2 separate regions of the Zea mays genome follow, and region 2 is linked to region 1. Evidence: chromatin contacts called from public Hi-C data. All regions are on one chromosome and are shown on one strand. The core of a region is the stretch at or near the end of the contact, and the rest is flanking DNA. Distances in the headings are between cores, read along the strand shown. Region 1 holds the start of LOC100274309 (Double-stranded RNA-binding protein 2). Region 2 holds the start of LOC100304210.

Region 1 (3,976 bases), core at 1,088-3,587:
GTCTACTGGAGACCAATCTGAACTTACATGGTACCCAAGGACCATGTCATTGCAAACCACCTCATTTTGATTGATAAATCAAAAGTAACAAAAGAAAAAAGAAAAACAAATTCAGAAGCAGACCCCTCTGCCATCCAATTCCAGATCACCCTTTTTAAAAATTCTGGCCAAATAGTAGCTGCTTTTTTACCATGTGGTCACAATCCAAACTCCCAAATTGCACAGAACCACCTTTGTGCAGAACACAGACCGACAAGAACACCCACCATGCAGCAAGGCGGCCATCGCACTCGGCCCGTAATCCTGCACCAAGAACCCTGCCTAAAAGGCCGGGAGCAAAGCGACGTCCCCGCACTAGCACCAGCAGCCACACTCACACTGTCTCATCAATCCACGGAAGCCAGCCAAATCCCAGACGCTGGATAGCAAACAAAGCACTAGGAAGGCGCACTTCTGGTAGCAAGCCGGCTCCCAGCACTCTCAGCCCCCATGGCTGACCTGATCTGACCGGACCGTATCGAGAAAAGACACCACGCATAGGCGCAACAACGCCACCACCACCACCCCTTCTCTGCCCTTGCCCCATGGTGGGCTCTGAGGGGGGGCTGCCTGCCACTAAACCACTCGGGCCCACCGGCATTGACCTGCGATGCCCCGGTTAGGTGCGGGCGGCCTCCGATTCAATTCCCCCCACCCACTCGCATTAATATCAGGCACTATAAAGACCGAAACCAAATCCCCCTTTCCCCACCGTTTCACACTGACAGTTCCACGCGCTGGTTAATCCCGTTCAATTCAAAACCCCGTCTGTACTGCGTACAGCGTACCCTCCATTTGCAACTCGGCTTCCAAGTCAAGTGTACGCGGATACTACTCTTTAAAGTATACCAATTAATGCGCCCATTAATAATGGACAGGTTTGGCTAATCGGGGTTTACCAATTAATGGCACGAAGACTTTCGCAGTCTACCACCAATATCGGTGCGGGGACGGACGGAACCCTAGCGGTAATACCGAAGCTGTAAGAAACTCCTAATTTGTCAGTCAATGCCGGGTTTGTTTATCAGAAGCAACGTCACCGTTACGGCGCGAGAGAGAGATTAAAGAATAGTGGCGGGTTAATGGCCGGCGCAGGGTACGAACAAGTTAAGAGGCTTGATTGCGTTTAGTACATCCATCGCGTAGAGTGGGAACTAAGCTCTGTTCATTAACTAATCCGCGCCCACTTATAATAAAAAAATGAAATCACAGTGGCAAGAGAACGACATGATTGTATTTTGGTCATAAAAGATGAGGAAGAGTTTTTTTTAACCCGATGGCTGAAAAAATAAGCGGGCTCGAGTATTGCAACCTTTTTTTCTTGAATCAAAAGAATCCTCTCTTTTAAAACTAACAAAAAAAAGAAAAGGCACCGGGAATTTTTTGCACGAAAAGAGTTACAGCTTTCCGTACCAATTATCCCCTGCAATTCATGCTGCTCACGAGCTCCAACCCAATCCAAGCAGATTCTTAAAGTTATGACTTCACAACTCGTTCTTTTAGAAAAAAAGAAAAAAACAAGAAAACAGATTATACCACTAGAACGATTCAAACGCAACGGGTGATGTGTTGCTAAATCTCTCCAAAATCGCCAACATTATGTACGATTCGAACGTACATGCCGCGGCGCTGGAACAGGAGGTGCGAACTAAACAGCCAAACTAGACGCCATTTTTTTTAAACCGAGCAAACGCGGACGACTCGCCCTGCATAATCAATAGCCCACGAGAACTCCGTGACGAACTGCAGGAGCAGATGGTTCGAGCGATCTACAGACGATCAACTAAACCCGGACGAGAAGCACCCGCATATCCCCAAATTCCACCGTCGAGAAGCGTTTGAAACAAGCACCCCGAGAAATAGAACTAAAAAAAATACCACGCCAGGGGAAACTACTCGCGCAAAAGCGAGGGGCACGCGGAGGAGGAAGGATAGGGGGCAAGAGGCGCCCGCGCGCGCGGCTTACCAGGATGCGGGCGGCGAGCGAGTAGGACGGGCCGCGCCGCGCGAGCGCGGCGAGCGCGACCTCCGCGGCGGCGTGCTCAGCCTGGCGGAGCGTGCTGAAGAAGCCGGGGCTCTCGAACTGCTCCCCGTTGAAGTTCACCGCCGCCTTGAACCGCGGCGCATGGTCGGGCCCCTCCCGCAGGCACGTGTAAGACGGCAGGTTGAAGCAGCTCCGCTGCGCCAGCTCCTGCAGCTGGTTCTTGTACATGGCCGCCCACCTCCGCACCGAACCCCACCGATGCTCCGAGCGCCGGCCGCCGTGGCCGGAGACGGCGACACCCCTGGAGATCTGCCGTCTACGAGAAGAGAAGAGGGGGAGAAGAGTGCGAAGTGTTGCGGGTGGAACGGGAGGGGGGCTGTTTATATTTTCTTTTTCTGTTCCATTTTTTGGAAGATTTTAATGCTACTGCCTGCCTACGGTTACTAGCCAGGCGGATGACAGCTGGGGTCCCAGCACCAGGCACGCTCCTTCGTGTGTTCGGATTTTCTTTTTCTTTATTTATGTACTAGCACCTAGTGCGATTCTGTATTTTTTTAAAAAAAAATCGTATAGTTTTCATAAAATTCTTAGGTTAGAAACCGATGAATTGGGCAATTGTTTAACCCAATATTTTGGTTCGGTTTTGGGTTCCCTAAAACTTTAGTTTTCAGAAACCAAAACCCGATCGATTGGTTCCAAAACCGGATCGATTTTTTTACTTTGTTTTTCCTGTTTGACCAAAGTCTGCTGTTCAACGCCATTGAACGAGGTCGGCGTCACGTTGATCCCTTGCAATCTGCGTCTCGCCTCACGCCTCGTTTGTCTGGTTTTCATCGCCACGCCACCACAACACGCCCTCCCCAGTCTCCACGCGGTCCGCTCGCTCATACTCGCCAAAACGCCAAGCGCCGCCACACATCATCTGCCTGACTGCCTCACATCCAGACTTGCAGATAGGTTGCGTCGTCACTTGCTCACATAGGTTGCGCAGCCGCCGGTGCGCCGAGACGGCGCCGCTGGTCCGCTGCCGCCCACCGCTACACCTAGGCGAGCCACCTCCGTTACGAGTTCGAGCTGGCTCGTTAAGCTAACGAGCTAGCTCGGCTCGGCTCGTTAAAGTAACGAGCCACAGAGTCAGTTCGGTTCGGCTCGTTTACGAGCTCGAACTGACTCGTTTAGCTCGCGATCTAGAGCAGAAAAAAATAAAATGTACATAATAATTATTTTTAGTTAATTTAAAACTAATTTAACAATAGAAAATATTAATTATACTCATAGTTTCACAAACCACGTCAATATAACATCAAATTAGCACAATTCATCACTCATTAATTCACAATTCACATACATGTTCATCAGTTTAACCCATAATTATATTTGCATAGACCAAATTAACACATAGACATAGTTCATTAACCATTAGTTTAATTCATAGGCCATAGACACCTCACATATATATAACATGTTCATCAATTATTCTGTAAATGATATGCATATAGTTTTATTTTGTTGGAATATGGTAGCTCGTTTAGCTCGCGAGCTGGCTCGTTAACGAGCTGAGCTAGGATGTCAGCTCAGCTCGTAAAAAAATTTAAACGAGTCGATCCGAACCGACCTGATCATAAACCGAGCGAGCCAGCGAGCCACGAACATTTCGTGGTTTATTTTAAGTAATATGTAGAAATGATGATGATGGTTATTAGGTTGATCAAGTGTTTAATATTAGAAAAGAGAAGGAGATGAAAACAATCCTGAAGACAAACAGATATGCTACTTTACATTTCGAGATACCATAAAGCACATGTGTTGAGCACGAGATTTGGCAATTGGGTATGGTCGTACGGTCTGGTCATGTGGTCTGCACGATTTGTGTCTCGGACAATCCACGAGAATAGCCCAGACGATCCGTTATTAGATTAATTCAGATGAGAGTTCTTATCCCGTACGTGTGTA
Region 2 (3,976 bases), core at 419-2,918, 370 kb before region 1:
TATGTCCTCACATAATAGCATGGGCTTCGGCTGATCTGCTGAAGCTGCTTTCTCCCTTCTGAATTTGTACTGTTCACAAGCTTCAGCTCCATCTATGTTATGGATTGCTTTTGAGTCAGTCCAGTTTCCTTCGGCCCTTCTGGCAGCTTCCTGACTTCCATGAATAGCGATGGGTCCTTGATCCGAAGGTATCTTCATGCAAAGATAAGCAGGATGAAGAATTGCTTCGAAAGCATTGAGGGTGCCACGACCAATAATTGCATTGTAAGGGTACTCCATGTCAACAATGTCAAACACAACTTGCTCAGTTCTAGTGTTGTTGATGAATCCGAAGGTCACTGGCATGGTGATCTTGCCCAGTGCTACAATCTGTCTTCCTCCGAAGCCACAGAGAGGGTGTGTAGCATCATTAATCTTATCTTCTGGCTCTTGCATTTGCCTAAAGGCCTTAGCAAATATGATATCAGCTGCACTGCCTGTATCAACCAAGACATTGTGGACCAGAAATCCTTTGATAACACAAGAGATAACCATGGCATCGTTGTGTGGGTAATCCTTGAGTTGAAGGTCCTCTTGGGAGAAGGTAATAAGAATGTGAGACCATCTTGACTTGATGAAGGGTCCTTGCACCCCAACATGCTGTACCCTTCTCTGTGCTTCCTTCTTCTGCTTCTTGTTGGCTGGCTCTGAACATGAACCGCCTGTTATTGGGAGTAGCAGCTTCGGAGCCGAAGCAGCTCCAGCTTGATCGTTGAACGAAGCCATCAGCTCAAAAAAGTGGAAGTGAGTTCACCGGAGGTGGGCGCCAATGTTGGGGACTTGTTCTCAAATGCTATGAATTAAGAACAAGGCAACATAAAATGTTAAATGTTAACGTCCTTCGTCCATGAAGCATTATTCCCTTGAGGATAATGAACCTTGGACAAAGGTTAATGAGAATATGATTACGAAGGTTAAGTCTTCGTAATTGAATTTTAATAGATTGTATAAGATAACATAAAATAAAGGGTATCGAAGGTAAATGAATCATAAACGAATTATATTATAATATATTGAATCATTGAATACAGTTATACCTCTGCCTTGGCAAAGATTGGTTCCCGAATGATGCGATTGCAATTATCAGAATCCGTGAACAGTAAAGGAATACTGTTTACTATTTATAGACACAGGACACAGTCTGTGAAGAATTACAATTATGCCCCTCATAAAAGTTTACAACATTGACTCAGACCCTTATGGACTAAAAGGTCATTCTATCTTTAAGTCGGTTTGTAATACCGAAGCTTCATGAGGAGGAACCTTCGGCCATCCCATACAAACAGCTTCAGCCGAAAACCGCTTCTTCCTACAAGACCTTCGGCGACGAAGCATAGTCCCAACAGGTTTAAAACATCCCAACTAATTTAGTTAATTTCTTGTTAGTTAACTAATAATTAGCTCTAGAGATTTGAAAGATCGATAAGTTGATAAAAATTTATATACCAGTTATTTTTTAAGAAATTATATTATATAGTGTATGTGTTAAAACTAGCTAACCAAAAGGTGTCCATCTTATCGATGACAAATTGTTAAAGATCCCCCACGCAACAAGGAGAGGTGTCCGAGGCCTCCCACCTCATAATTCCAACCCACTGTGTGTGCCGCTGTAGCAGCGCGCGCCACCACCGTCAACTTCTCCCCACCTCGCCGCCGTCTAGATTTCGTCTCCTGGGCTCGAGCAACCGAAGCAGGCTTGGGGTGTTCTCGGAGAGAATCGTTGCCTCGGCCGATGCCGGCCCTGATGTAGGTTTCTGCTCTGCTTTGCCCGGTGCCAACGTCTCTCCCGGAGTAGCGGTTCCGCCGCCCCATGATCTGCCAGTTGGAACACATGGGCGTTCACGGAGGAGGTATCGCTGCTGCTGTCGCCGTTCCGTTCCAATTGCTTGCTTTTCGTTTCGTTTCGTGGGTTGCGTAGGGTGGTTTGGTACTTGGATTCGTGTGAATAACGGGGAACGTGGCAGGTTGCTCTGCTGGACAGTGACCGCATTTGGTAGCGGTGGAGGAAGACGACGAAGAGGAGGAGGAGTAGGCCATGAAGGAGGTGGCCGAGGAAAGGTGCCTTGACCCGCAGCTGTGGCACGCGTGCGCTGGCGGCATGGTGCAGATGCCGCCCGTGCGCTCCCGTGTCTACTACTTCCCGCAGGGTCACGCGGAGCACGCGCATGGCGGCGGGGCCGCGGACCTCGCCGGGGCGCGAGCGCTCCCGTCGCTCGTGCTCTGCAGCGTCACCGGGGTGCGCTTCCTGGCCGATCCGGAGACCGACGAGGTCTTCGCCAAGATCCGCCTGGTGCCGGTCGCGCCCGGCGAGGTGGAGTTCCGAGAGCCCGATGAGTTCAGCGTCGACCCCGCGGACGCCCGGGAGAAGCTTTCTTCCTTCGCCAAGACGCTGACGCAGTCCGACGCCAACAACGGTGGCGGCTTCTCGGTGCCGCGCTACTGCGCCGAGACCATCTTCCCCAAGCTCGACTACCGGGCCGACCCGCCGGTGCAGACGGTGCTTGCCAAGGACGTGCACGGGGAGGTCTGGAAGTTCCGCCACATTTACCGGGGCACGCCGCGCCGGCATTTGCTCACCACGGGATGGAGCACGTTCGTCAACCAGAAGAAGCTCGTCGCCGGGGACTCCATCGTCTTCCTGCGCACTGAGCATGGCGAGCTGTGCGTCGGGATACGGCGTGTCAAGCGGGTGTCCTGTGGTGGCATGGAGTGCATGTCTGGGTGGAACGCCCCGGGGTATGGGGCCTTGTCGGCATTCTTGAAGGATGAGGAGGGTAAGATGATGAAGAGTCATGGTGGGTACATGAGAGGTAGGGGGAAGGTGAAGATCACGGATGTTGTCAACGCCGCAAGTCTAGCAGCGAGCGGACAACCATTTGAAGTTGTGTACTACCCGAGAGCTAGCACACCGGAGTTTGTTGTGAAGGCTGCATCGGTACAGAACGCGATGAGGAACCAGTGGTGCCCGGGGATGAGGTTCAAGATGGCATTTGAGACAGAGGATTCGTCAAGGATCAGTTGGTTTATGGGGACGATAGCTTCTGCTCAGGTTGCTGACCCAATCAGATGGCCAAATTCACCGTGGAGGCTTCTTCAGGTTTTGCTTGATCACATGTTTCCAATACTTGTATGCAATACTGCATTGTGAGCTGATGCGTGTTATTTTTAACTTACTTCTGTCGAAGTGTTATTTTTTAGCTTACCTATGGTATCTCCCATTCCATCTCCCATTTCAAACTTACCTTTGTGAACAATGCGGTCTATAGTGCAAAAACGGTGTTTTGTACAGCTTTTGGGTGAACTGGCTAGCGCGGACAACACATAGTGTATAGTGCTCAACTGTTTGTAGCCCACCTGAAGCATCTGGAAGCCTTTATATTACTAGACAAAAAAATCAATTATGAAATTGGGCATCTGAGGAATTATTGGGACATGCTTAAAATTATGAAATTGGACATCTTAAGAATTATTGGGAGATGCTTAGATGGGCGAAAATCCACATCTCTAGCTGTGTTAGACTAGTATGGGGACAAGTTTTCTACAGTTCTTAACCATAAAGAACAGGTTAGAAAACACAATTTTACTACTTTACCTATATAACAACAATGAACTATACCATCTGTTTGATTCAGTTACTTTCTCTTCTGAATGTATAGTTTTCAAATTTTTAGTTTGTTTTGTCAGTCTCTTCTGGTCAATGGTCACTGAGATCAGTGTTGTCACCTTCTACAACATTGTTTTCCATCTCCATGTATCCTACCATCATAGGTGACAGATTCAGTTTGCAGCGTCTTTCAGCTACATAGTGTTTTTGTGTGTCTGTTTCCGCACAATTTGGAAGCTGGTAAACATCGTTTTGTTAGCATCAGGAGGCATTAGGGAACATTGGAGGTTTTGTTTGAGACACTTACCAATCCTTCCTCACAGACGCGATCTG

Evidence for each region. Hi-C and Micro-C count contacts between places; a contact is called where the count stands out from the background.
Region 2: a contact with region 1 is called in a Hi-C map of leaf, with 3 times the contacts expected there. The contact joins the promoter of LOC100304210 here to the promoter of LOC100274309 in region 1. A contact is called at or near these places in 5 of 25 Hi-C or Micro-C datasets (ear, leaf, tassel and 1 more).

What each region holds. Positions count from the first base shown.
Region 1 is chr1:236,019,961-236,023,936 of Zm-B73-REFERENCE-NAM-5.0, reverse strand. LOC100274309 (Double-stranded RNA-binding protein 2) reads right to left here and starts at 2,337. Exons shown (of 3, transcript NM_001148672.1): 1 at 2,006-2,337. The coding sequence starts at 2,251.
Region 2 is chr1:236,389,590-236,393,565 of Zm-B73-REFERENCE-NAM-5.0, reverse strand. LOC100304210 reads left to right here and starts at 1,668. Exons shown (of 4, transcript NM_001165660.1): 1 at 1,668-1,889; 2 at 2,004-3,136. The coding sequence starts at 2,075.